Linked DNA regions of Drosophila melanogaster: region 1 is linked to region 2. Evidence: chromatin contacts called from public Hi-C data. All regions are on one chromosome and are shown on one strand. The core of a region is the stretch at or near the end of the contact, and the rest is flanking DNA. Distances in the headings are between cores, read along the strand shown. Region 1 holds the start of ifc (infertile crescent). Region 2 holds the start of AP-2alpha (Adaptor Protein complex 2, alpha subunit).

The links. Hi-C and Micro-C count contacts between places; a contact is called where the count stands out from the background.
Region 1: a Hi-C map of the Kc167 cell line shows a contact between it and region 2, with 2.4 times the contacts expected there. The contact joins the promoter of ifc here to the promoter of AP-2alpha in region 2. A contact is called at or near these places in 4 of 107 Hi-C or Micro-C datasets (the Kc167 cell line, the S2 cell line, eye imaginal disc and 1 more).

The regions. Positions count from the first base shown.
Region 1 is chr2L:5,983,289-5,989,274 of dm6, forward strand. ifc (infertile crescent) reads left to right here and starts at 3,060. Exons shown (of 2, transcript NM_057246.5): 1 at 3,060-3,604; 2 at 4,328-5,566. The coding sequence starts at 3,207. The coding sequence ends at 4,895. eIF4A (eukaryotic translation initiation factor 4A) reads left to right here. Exons shown (of 5, transcript NM_001258978.3): 3 at 723-1,336; 4 at 1,431-1,654; 5 at 1,738-2,621. The coding sequence ends at 1,882.
Region 2 is chr2L:410,565-416,873 of dm6, forward strand. AP-2alpha (Adaptor Protein complex 2, alpha subunit) reads right to left here and starts at 4,213. Exons shown (of 9, transcript NM_057471.6): 1 at 3,879-4,213; 2 at 2,832-3,090; 3 at 1,883-2,094; 4 at 1,218-1,673; 5 at 565-1,154; 6 at 1-496. The coding sequence starts at 2,895. ebi reads left to right here and starts at 4,503. Exons shown (of 3, transcript NM_057981.4): 1 at 4,503-4,882; 2 at 4,948-6,146; 3 at 6,225-6,309. The coding sequence starts at 4,825.

The DNA of each region.
Region 1 (5,986 bases), core at 1,810-4,309, 5.6 Mb after region 2:
GATCAGTCACAAAGAAAAACTTTCGAGAATGTGCAAAATCGGCGAAAAAACAGCACGATGACTCAGCCGCTGCGCCTGTATTTCTTTGTTGAAATTCCGCTTTGCAGCACTCTCTTTCTTCTCCTTATACTCTCTCTCTTCCGTCCGCTCTCTTCGATTGTCGGCGTCGTTGCGCTTGCGCGCCACTTTTCGCTGACCAGCTGCGTTTCGGTTTCTCGGCCGCCAGGCCAGAAGAAAGTTCCCAGAAAGAAGGTCGCTCTTCGAGCGCTCTTGGCGAATTCCAGCTGCTATGCGTTTTTAAGGTCATCTGTTCCAAATGCGATCTACCTACATTGCTCATTCGGCACTAATCCATTTTGCAGGCTCTGCAAAAGAGGCTCTATATACATATTAATATAGTTCATTCTCAACTCCTGTTTTGTGTTCTGGCACTTGCACCTGCCTATCGATGTATAGGCAGGGATTAGTGGCCAGCTCGACCCTGAAATGGCACATCAGCTACCTGATGAAACGATGGACAACTGTCTTTATTCCATTGATCTTTCCGTCATTCAAGTTTACGCCTAACAGAATTGCATAACAAATGGCGTACTGGTTAGTCGAAAATTGGAATTTTGCTGAATTTCCATAAGAATATCACATAGTTAGAAAAGTAATTGTGTATAGTCCGTAGCACACACTATTCTGCATACTAACCATTTTACCTTTAATCTCCTCCGTAGGAACTGGCAAGACTGCCACCTTCTCGATTGCTATCCTTCAGCAAATCGACACGAGCATTCGCGAGTGCCAGGCGCTGATCCTGGCCCCCACTCGCGAGTTGGCCACGCAGATCCAGCGCGTGGTGATGGCGCTCGGCGAGTACATGAAGGTGCACTCGCACGCCTGCATTGGCGGCACTAACGTGCGCGAAGACGCCCGCATCTTGGAATCCGGTTGCCATGTGGTGGTGGGCACTCCTGGCCGCGTCTACGACATGATCAACCGCAAGGTGCTGCGCACCCAGTACATCAAGCTGTTCGTGCTGGATGAGGCCGATGAGATGTTGTCCCGCGGTTTCAAGGATCAGATCCAGGATGTCTTCAAGATGCTGCCCCCAGATGTGCAGGTCATCCTGCTGTCCGCCACCATGCCGCCGGATGTGCTCGAAGTGAGCCGTTGCTTCATGCGTGATCCCGTCAGCATCCTGGTTAAGAAGGAGGAACTGACCCTTGAGGGTATCAAGCAGTTTTACGTCAACGTGAAGCAGGAGAACTGGAAACTGGGCACCCTTTGCGATCTGTACGATACGCTGTCCATCACCCAGTCGGTAATCTTCTGCAACACCCGTCGCAAGGTAAATTCACTCATTCTTATAATTGTGTGAAGCTGGATTAGTTTCAATCGCAAAGCCGATAAGTTGCTAACAAAAATGTCTACCCATTCTTCAGGTGGACCAACTGACCCAGGAGATGTCTATCCACAACTTCACCGTCTCGGCCATGCACGGCGACATGGAGCAGCGTGATCGCGAGGTCATCATGAAACAATTCCGTTCGGGCTCGTCTCGTGTTCTGATTACCACTGATTTACTGGCGCGCGGTATTGATGTGCAGCAGGTGTCGTTGGTCATCAACTATGATCTGCCCTCGAACCGCGAGAACTACATTCATAGGTAAGTGCTCACCACCTCGCCCCTGAATCTACTCAGCTATGTGCTATACTAAACATGATACCATCACTTTCAATCTATTTCAGAATTGGTCGCGGTGGTCGTTTCGGTCGCAAGGGTGTTGCGATCAACTTTATTACAGATGATGATCGACGAATCCTTAAGGATATTGAACAGTTCTACCACACAACAATTGAGGAAATGCCTGCTAATATTGCCGATTTGATTTAAATTTTTTCTGCTGAGCCGCAAAACAACTAAGAAAGAATTCTAAACAAAAAGTGAGTGAGCAAAACAGCAAACAAGAACTGCGAAATCGATAACCGAGCGCAACTATAAATTATTCAAAGATCAACAAGTCAAGTTAAATATTTATTATTCAAATATTAATTCGAAAAGGCAGCCGACCGACCACCCAAAAAAAGGACTAAACCAGGACAGAGCAGCAACATCTTCAGCAGCGGCGCAGCAGCAGTAACATCAGCAGCAGCGGAAGCGGCAGCAACACCACCACCAATTGCCGATTAGCCGGAACCCCTCTGTATCCATTTAGTTCTCTGTGTATCATCAATTTTAAAACTGCGTTGTCAACCAGCAACAACAAATATATACAAATATATAAAAAAAAAAAAACAAAACTTAAAACAACATTTGCATCTATCTAAAAAAAGTAATATCTGAAACCAGGTACAAGATACCACTTGCTAAGAAGAGCGAGGAACTAAACGCAAAAGCCACAATATCAGAACACCTTTTTGCCGCACCTTTGTTTTAGCTTTTTCTAGAACTATTGATAAAAATATATTAAAACAAAACAAAATACATATGTACACATTATGTTTAAATATACCACTCCTAAAAAACAGCTGACAACCGAAGCAACATTTTACGCTAAACACGAACACACAGCGAATCCACCCAGATCTATAAATGTATTAACATATAGCTATATATCTTTCGGGGTATGGCCAAAAAATATATGGTTGCCGCTATTGGGTGTATAGCATGAGTTGATATAGCTGTGGATATATACAATTGGGTGGTATTGTAGATTATGTTTAACAAAGCGGAAGTAAATTCCTTATCTCAAAACAGTAGAACGAAAATGGCTGTTTTTGAAAAGTTTTTATGTATCTGTTACGTACGGTTTGGGTTAACCTCATATTAACCCAAACCTTTTTAGCCAATTTCATAAGCTTTCGCTTTAAAACCAGCTCTCTAAGCAAGATGAGTTCCAAAAGTTAAACTAATTTTTTAAAACTTTCAACACCACTCCACTGCATATACTTTTAAAACGAAAGCGCAGTGGGTAAGTTGCATTTCGTTAAGCCTTCACATCAACTTATCGGTTGAAATTCTGATAACAAGCTATCGATAATCTATCGATTCGACTCGCAGCCCTATCACGTCAGGTCATATTAATTTTTCAATCCGCCCAGTTGGATGTTTGGACAGTTTCCTTCCTCGCGCCGGTCGATAATGTTGGCCAACTAACACCGACCTGTAGCACGTCACCCGTAATAACCCATAACCGCAACCAGTCCAAGCATCCAAGATGGGACAGAAAGTTTCGCGCACCGACTTCGAGTGGGTGTACACGGAGGAGCCGCACGCCTCGCGGCGCAAGATCATACTGGAGAAGTACCCGCAGATCAAGAAGCTCTTTGGCCACGACCCGAATTTCAAGTGGGTGGCCGGCGCAATGGTGCTCACACAGATCCTGGCGCTGTTCGTCGTGAAGGACCTGTCGTGGTCGTGGCTCATCGTGGCCGCCTATTGCTTCGGCGGCATCATCAACCACTCGTTGATGCTGGCCGTTCACGAGATCTCGCACAACCTGGCCTTTGGACACAGCAGACCTATGCACAACCGGATCTTGGGCTTCATCTGCAACCTGCCCATCGGGTTGCCCATGAGCATTTCCTTCAAAAAGTACCATCTGGAACATCACCGGTACGTGCCAATCGGTTCGAATTCATACCCTAAACCGCACCCTCACGCACACATGGGCATTAACACTTTTCTCTGGGCAATAGGGCGTAGTCACACAGTAAACAGCGAAAACATCATCCCATTCCGCATTTATCCATTTAAAAGCCGGCTTGTGTTGTTCAACACTGATTGCTCTCCATTGGGTTTCATGTGAATTTTCACCCCGCAAACTTGTGAATCAGTTTTCATGTTGTTCCCTTTTGCCGGGCATCGAGTGCGTCTTAATTGCGCCGATTAGATAAGGTTGTAGTTATATGTGTATCCGAATAGGCGCTCAATTGGTCACGTAGCTCAGTGATTTGCCACTCGACTTCTCGGCTGCAAGTCGCGTTCAGTTGAGTCACTGCTTCGCCTTCCGCAAAAAGTTCCCGAAATATTATTCAAACTAATTTTATGAGTGTTGTTTATGTTTACAGTTACAGTCATTCACTATGTTTCTAGTCGTAGATAGTGTTTATCTTATCGCCCAGGTGCACCATTGGGCGGATCATTGATTGTCGTTCAACAACGTCCCAATCCCAAATGTTCGCTTCTCAGTCCCAACTAAGTCTAAAATAAGTCATGTACGTAAATCATCACAAACTATCTGCATTCTAAAAAAATTATATTGCTAACTACATGCTATGCATACATTGTTCACCGTTCACCAGCTCAATAAACTGTAACGTTTATTTGTCCTTTCAGTTACCAAGGTGATGAGGCAATTGACACTGACATACCCACACTGCTGGAGGCGCGCCTGTTTGACACCACATTTGGAAAATTTCTGTGGGTGTGCCTGCAGCCTTTTTTTTACATTTTCCGTCCACTGATTATTAACCCGAAGCCACCTACACGCCTGGAGATTATTAACACCGTGGTGCAGCTAACTTTCAACGCCCTGATCGTTTACTTTCTGGGCTGGAAGCCACTGGCCTATCTGTTGATCGGCAGTATTCTAGCAATGGGACTGCACCCGGTGGCCGGACACTTTATCTCGGAGCACTACATGTTCGCCAAGGGCTTTGAGACGTACTCCTACTACGGTCCGCTCAACTGGATCACCTTCAATGTGGGCTACCACAACGAGCATCACGACTTTCCGGCGGTGCCCGGCTCCAGGCTGCCAGAGGTTAAGCGCATCGCTAAGGAATTCTACGACACAATGCCACAGCACACCAGCTGGACCCGGGTTCTGTACGACTTCATCATGGACCCAGCAGTGGGACCTTACGCACGCGTGAAGCGACGCCAGCGCGGCCTGGCCTCCTAAGCCATCGATGCTATTCAAGGTTTCCTGCCATGAATGTAATCTCAGCGTTAGACCTAAAACGGCTTTTTTATGTATATATACACCGTAGAGACATTTACAGCGGATGCAGAAGAAATAAGGGGAACAACCACACACATAGCACCAGCTAATCTCTGTGATTAGATAAGGGGCATTCGGACACTTGCAGCGGCTGATATGAACAATTACGTGGATATAGTTTTTGGTATTATTGCTAGAGTGTGAGCTTAGTTAGGTTCGTTGGCCTAACTGAGAGGCACTTTCGAGCGCTTTAATTAATTGTTACCTCATAAATTGGAAAGCCTGTTAAATCTAGTGTGTAATACTTGTCCTATTATACTATTGTCTTAGTATTTTCGATACATATTTATATTGCTTTCAGATCATTTATGTGCAGACACGATTTGGTGTGATCAATCTTAATCCTTATCGCCGCCACCCTGGCCGATAGCAAGCCACTAATCAAGCAACCAACTACTATTTTTGATAGACTCTTGAAACTGTTACCTAAGAATAAAGTCTAAATAATTTGACCGGGGTGGCTGCATGTACAGAATACACTATAAAATTTGTAAGCAAACTAATGAAATAAATAACAACATCGTATTGTAACGACTCTGTGACCAATTAAACTTTTTGAAGCTTGCAAAGTTATTGCTTACGCCGATTGCATGTCGCACGTCAGTCATGTGGGCACAGTGCTATCAACTGATAATGATAATTTCGATAAGCACCTGTGGAACGACAAGGTAGGCAATGCGGTTATATGAATTGCTTGCCAGATAACTCACACCTTGGAGAATGTGCACCTAGGAGATCGAGGATGTTTTTCTGCTTTGCAGCCAACTGGATTGGATTAATCATGGCTTAGTTACTTAATCTATATGTCTATTGTATTGTCGTATTGTATTCTACGCCATCTGGAATGCGATGTATTATCAACATGTTCCTCTTTTAAGGTGCTCTTTAAAAGAGCTTTGATCTTCAAAATTTGGTTATCCAGTCTTAATCCGGAGAACCGGAGAACCCTTATAATTATGTATACATTATACATATTTACAATTCTTGGTAGA
Region 2 (6,309 bases), core at 2,963-5,462:
CGGGAACGATGGCATCTCCTCCAGGACGGTGGCCAAAACGTCTGTCGATGCCACTATGCTAAGCTGGAGATATTCGCTAGCTCGCTGCTGCAGTTCCGCATCTGCGGATCGAAGATTGCTGTGCTGGCGGAACACATCCTGGATATTGGTACGAATTTCCGGAAAGAGGTTGATAAATTTAATGTACGTGGACAGAAGAAGGGCCCGGGTCATCGGCGAGCACAAGTGGTACTTGGAGTGCAGTAGCTTGAATTGTACCAGTGGTGCTGAGCGGGAATCTCCGGCGATTAAGTTGCCAAACTCGCCCAAGATGTAGCCGCCCACTTTAACCATGTTTTCGTGGCAGGCAGGGGCCTGTAGCGCCTCAAAAACAGTCTTTGCGGCATAGCCTTGAACCTCCTCGCGATTGATCACGATCTGAATGACGCGGTACCATACTTCCTCAGACACGTAGTCGCCAGCAATGCGAATTAGATTGAGGATAACGTCCACATACCTGGTAATATAGCGGTTGTCATAAAGCACATAGACTTTTAAGCACAAGCTAAAAAAGAGAACACCTACCAGGTATAATCCGTGGCGTACTTCTCGGCAAGAATGGCCACCTTGAGCACCATTTCCTCACGAATAGAGTAGTCGGCCGTCTCCAGATAGTTGAGCATCTCCTGAACAATTTCCTCGGCATTACCACGATCACACATGGCATACAAAAGATCCACCGCCATTTGGCGCACGGACACGTCCTTCTCCATTTTCATTGACAAAATGACCACCTCCTGGTGCTTCTTCACCTCCTCGTGCGAGAACTCCGATGTGGCCAGGTGGCACATGGACTCCAGAGCCAGATAGCGCAAGTTGGTCTCCCGATTGCTAAGGAACTGTCCCAACTGGTTGCAAGCGCGGACAAGAAGGTTCGGCTCGCTGTCGCTGTGAATGATCAGGTTGATGGCCTCGAAGAGCACGGCGTTCTTTGCGTTAGAGTGCTGCACCTTCTTACTCTTTGGCGGCTCTTGCGCCTTGTTCAAAATCGTCTCCAAAGTTTCATTCAAGCGGGCCCGCACACCGGCCTCTTCGGTCACTGGATTGTAGTTTTGCAGCAATCGCAGAAGTTTCACCGATAGCCATGGAGCCGGCACAAAGTAATATGTGTAATCCTGCAATGCGAATTTAGTTAGTAATTAGAAGTTTCTTACCTTAAAAAATGCATTAAATCGTACCTGAAGATCCGTGTAGCTGGCTGTTACGATCCGGGATAAGCGTGAAACAGCCAAATTAACACAACCCTTGTACTCGTCCGGATTGCGCTTCACCAAGGCGTCGATCAGCGAGGTGGCCGCTGTGACCACTCCCATGTGCTGATCATTGAGCAAATGGATAATGCGCGAAGTCCACTCACCACCGGGAATGATGTCCGGCGAGGAGCGGAACAGGCGGAGCAGGCATAGCGCCGCCGACTGCTTCACCACGTCCATGGTGTCGCCCGAGACGAGTAGCTTGGGTATTTCGTTGGAAAAGGACTCGGCCATATCCCGACTTCCAATGTTGGCAATGCATTGTAGTGCCAGATTAACGTGCACAGGATTACGCGACTGCAAATCATTCTTTATAGATTGGATGATCAGCCGAATAAGGTCGCTGTTGGTGTTCACCAACACTGAGATGAAAAGGTAACCCTAAAGTTCAAAAAACAGATTTTATCAGTAACATTAAATTTAAAAAACCAATTTTTTAATTATTTTTATCAAACTTCAAACAACGACAAGTTAAATTTAATTGAATGAAATTCCCTTTTCCCACAAGCAGAGTCGTCTGCTTTCAGTTCAATTATTTCGACTCGCTAAATAAACAAATGATTATTGAAGCAATTTTTTGGGGTACTCACAATCTGCTTTTCTGAGTATTTGTTGGAGGACAGCAAATTGACCGCCTCCATGTGCCCGAAGTCGATGTCATGGCCGAGGAGAAATATGAATAACAGCTTACAGACATATTTCTTTTTCTGATAGCCGTCGAGGGTTTTGTCTCCTTTAAATTTGCTTCGTATATTGGCCAACTCCTTGTTTATGCGTTTGACTTCGGCCTCTTTGCTTTTGCCTGTGGGCAAATGGGTGAATATTAGTATAGAAATTTGTGTCTTATGCGGGTATAAGGGAGATTCACAGTAAAACAACAGTGATTCGTCTGCGGAAGCTTCGCTTTCCTTTCCACCCCGCGATTGATCGATCGGAGAGACGACTTCACACCCTTCAGCTCTCTCCATGTCGCGGATTTTCTCCGATTCACATAGGCGTCAATTAGTACCAGTCACCGATCCGCAGCGGAACCTCTGCTCTCCTATATGTTGTCCACAAACCAGAAACTAGTAACCGAGCATACAGCAAACAACGAGCTGTGATAATAATACCATACAGTGAAGCGTCGGACTCTTGCGCACACACATATGCACGCTTCGAAGTACTACAGTAAGTCATCAAACTATCAAAATTGTAAGTATTTATTAATACTGAGAGGCAACCGATTCACATTGATATAACTATTTGCTGTGTTGTACCCATATATATAACTATATATATAACTTTCTCATATCTTTCTAATGTAACGACTACGAAAACATTTACATAGGAATGGAGAAGAAAAGTAGCCAATATTTTGTAATTCATCTGGCAGAGAGCTTACTGTTCCTGCGTTTTTGTACCGCCCCACGTTTTTGTCAGTGCGCTGCTCCTGGTAATTGATCAAGTAATGGCGCTGATTCCGCCCCTATGGAAAATCTCTTGTTGCGACCCGCTCAATTGGATTTAATGCTGGTTACCCAAGAGATCTGCACTTACAGTTCCTTATATCCGATATAAAGACGGCCAGGCCTCTCATGCCATCCCCCCGCACCGGCGCCATGGTAGTTAGCTTGTTAATTTTCGCTGGTTTTATGCAAACTGGGGGCGCAAGAAAATCGTCAATGGATGGCGGCCGAGTCTCGAGGCGTTCTTATCGCTCGAACTCGACGTCGGACCCTAAGATATATAGTTGCTCTCCGCTCTGGTTCTGCAAAGCTCTTTTTACTTCGATTGGATCTCGGCCGTTCCTTGGGACCTGAAAGGGGAAACGATACTCTATTTATTGTGGGTTGTGGGAATGGGAAAACTTAGTATTATGATTACGTTTTAGTATTTGTGTTAACAAACGTATATTATTCAAACAAAAGGTATTTTGGATAACAATTTGTATTTAGCCAGGGAGTAGCTTATTGTGCATGCCAACACATTGATACAGCTTCTATTTTGAAAGTCCGTATTGCAGTTTTACTTTTGATAACGAAAACGCCACAAAATATGTATGCACCACACATTTCACTGAGCATCAAGCGCTGATAACGATTTATATGTATAAAAAATCCAATGTTTAATAAACTCAGAACTTTTAAACGGTAAATAGTGGACTACGTGATTGATTTTCCGGCCAGTGCACCCAATGGCTGGCGAACTTTGACATTTTCTGGTGGAAGTAGAGTGTACCCCCGCATTTTTGGCAACCGATTTATTTTCAACTTGGCAGCGTTTTGCCCGTTGATAAAGATTCTGTGACCTCGCTCGCCCACTTTTTATCGCCTGGCGAAGTCGATGTGCACTTGGGCATTATTATTTGGATTTGCGCGACCACCGGCTTTTGTTTCTGTAGTATACTTTTTACTTTGCTTTCCGTTTCGTTTTATTTTCTGTTTTTCACTGCGCTCTTCGGTTCTCTTCTTTCTTTGCTTTCATGTCACGTCACTTTTTTCACCGCTGGATGACGAGGGCGTTTTGCCCAAAAAAAAAAGCACCGAAGAAGCCTCCAAAAACATTAATGGGCGTATGTTAGCTGTTCTTTTTTTTTGAGCTTACTTTTCCGATTTTTTTTACTCGCCAGCGGACAAAATCGGTTAGCGTTGCGGAATTTCTGTGGCGGAGCAGAGAGAGTAATCTCTGACTTCTGAAGTTGGCTTCGCTTGGAATCGGAATCCGGGGTGTTGGCTGCGGAATGTTTGACCCTGCGTGTTGCACTTTATGGAACTCCAACTCGCTGGAGCTTCGCCTCGCTGATTTGCCGCTAATTTGTTTGTTAACTATTACCAAGTGCAGGGCAATTCACTAAAATGAAAATTTCTATTGATTTTTCTTCGCTCTCGCTGCCTAAGAGTGGAGCCATCTAGCGGGCGCGGGTGGAACGATTGGTGTGACCAGTAGAGCGTTGGGTTGAAATACAATGATTACTTCGAGGGATGGGTACACAGGGATGGACGAAGAGAGACGACAATTCGCTTTAAGAATTTTTTACCTTTTGCTCCAAGCAGAAATCCAAAAATATCTTCTTAATTGTTTTTATGGCTAATAAATTTCCGTTCTATCCTTTAAGGTAACGCTTGGTGCAATACAAAAATATGACTCAAATTTGATTAAGTTGTTGTCAAAACTTGTGACGTCACAAAACACAAGGCTGCGCAACCTCTCGCAGCGCACACCTTGAGATTACTCCGCCATTTTTTTGCGCGTTTCAGAAACGCGTTTTCGATCCCTCGGTTTTATTTGTGGAAAAAATATGTGAAGTGCTCTTGCGGCAAGCAGCAAACTGGCAGAATTGAAAACACAGGACCGACCAGATCGATCCAAGTACCAGGAGTAGCACCGGATACCGTGGCTTGCGCCGAAGTGATAAGCGTGCCGAATGCAGACGCATGTGTTACGCAGCACAGTTCCGATTTTCGCACCGTAAAAACATAATTGGCATTGGAGATAGGAGTGGATTTTGGAGTGCGCTAGTAGTAGGAGAAGGAGCCAACCGCGTTCCGTCATGAGTTTTTCCAGCGACGAGGTGAACTTTCTGGTTTACCGATACCTGCAGGAGTCGGGTGAGTAAAACCCTCCAATCGCAAGATAACAGCCCGCCCTAATCTCATGCAATCCCGTTTTCTAGGCTTTCTGCACTCGGCCTACGTGTTTGGCATTGAGTCACACATCTCGCAAAGTAATATCAATGGCGCATTGGTTCCACCTGCCGCTTTGCTCACCATCCTGCAGAAGGGTCTTCTGTACACTGAAGTGGAGTGGAGCGTAGGCGAAGACGGCGAGGTGGCGCGACCCATTGAAGGACTCTCTCTAATAGACGCTGTCATGCCGGAGGTGAAGCCACTCAAGCCCATTGTGAAAACAGAGCCGGGAAAACCCGGGGCAGTCGACTCTTCTGCCCCTGCCGGTGGCAACCAGAACAACAATGCCAAGCCTGAGATAAAAATAGAACCGGGTACCGGAGTGGCGGGCTCAGCAGGTGGAAACAAAATTGCTGGCAGCACCACGGGCACAAGCACACCAACCGATCAGTCGGCAAGCGAGGTAGACTCCAGTGGAAATGCGGCAAATAATGCTGGCGGCACATACGCCGGAAACAATGGAGCTGGAGGGAACCAGGCCAGTACTGGAGGATCTAATAGCACAAGCACACCAGCTGGTGGAGATTTGGCAGCACCTGGGGCAAGTCAAAAGAAATCCCAGAACTCGAATGAAGCGGGAAGCTCATCTAGTGGCAATGCAGGCAATGCAAATGCTACCAGTACCGATGATGCAGCCTCCTCAACATCCACAAATGGCAATAGCAGCACTTCCAGCAGCGTAGAACAACCTACAAGCGGGCTGACGCCCGCTGGTGGAACTGTATCAACCTCCAATCCGGACGCAGCAGCATCGGGCGGAGCTTCGACTGCAACAGGATCAAAGGCGCCAAGTGGAGCGGTTACGATTCGCGTAGGAGCCCAAGGAAACAACGTGCAGTCTGGTTCGTCCAATGCTCAAAGCTCTGCTCCCAGTGGAACCATCTCCTCGTCTACCAGCGGAGGTGCTGGGACTCCCGCAGCTCTTGTTCCCATGGACATTGACGAGAACATCGAAATACCCGAATCCAAGGCTCGTGTATTACGCGGCCACGAAAGCGAGGTGTTTATCTGCGCATGGAATCCTAGCCGGGATTTACTGGCAAGCGGTTCGGGAGACAGCACTGCTAGGATATGGGACATGTCCGATGCAAACACTAACTCCAACCAGTTGGTGCTGCGCCACTGCATCCAGAAAGGCGGCGCTGAGGTGCCTAGCAACAAGGACGTCACCTCTCTGGACTGGAATGTAAGTCGAAGATCTTGGCACTTAAGCCTTGCAAAGTTTGATTTCTGATCCTTACTTAATCTATTCTCGTTTTTGCAGTGCGATGGTTCCTTGCTCGCCACCGGCAGCTACGATGGTTACGCCCGAATTTGGAAAACCGACGGTCGACTTGCTTCTACTTTGG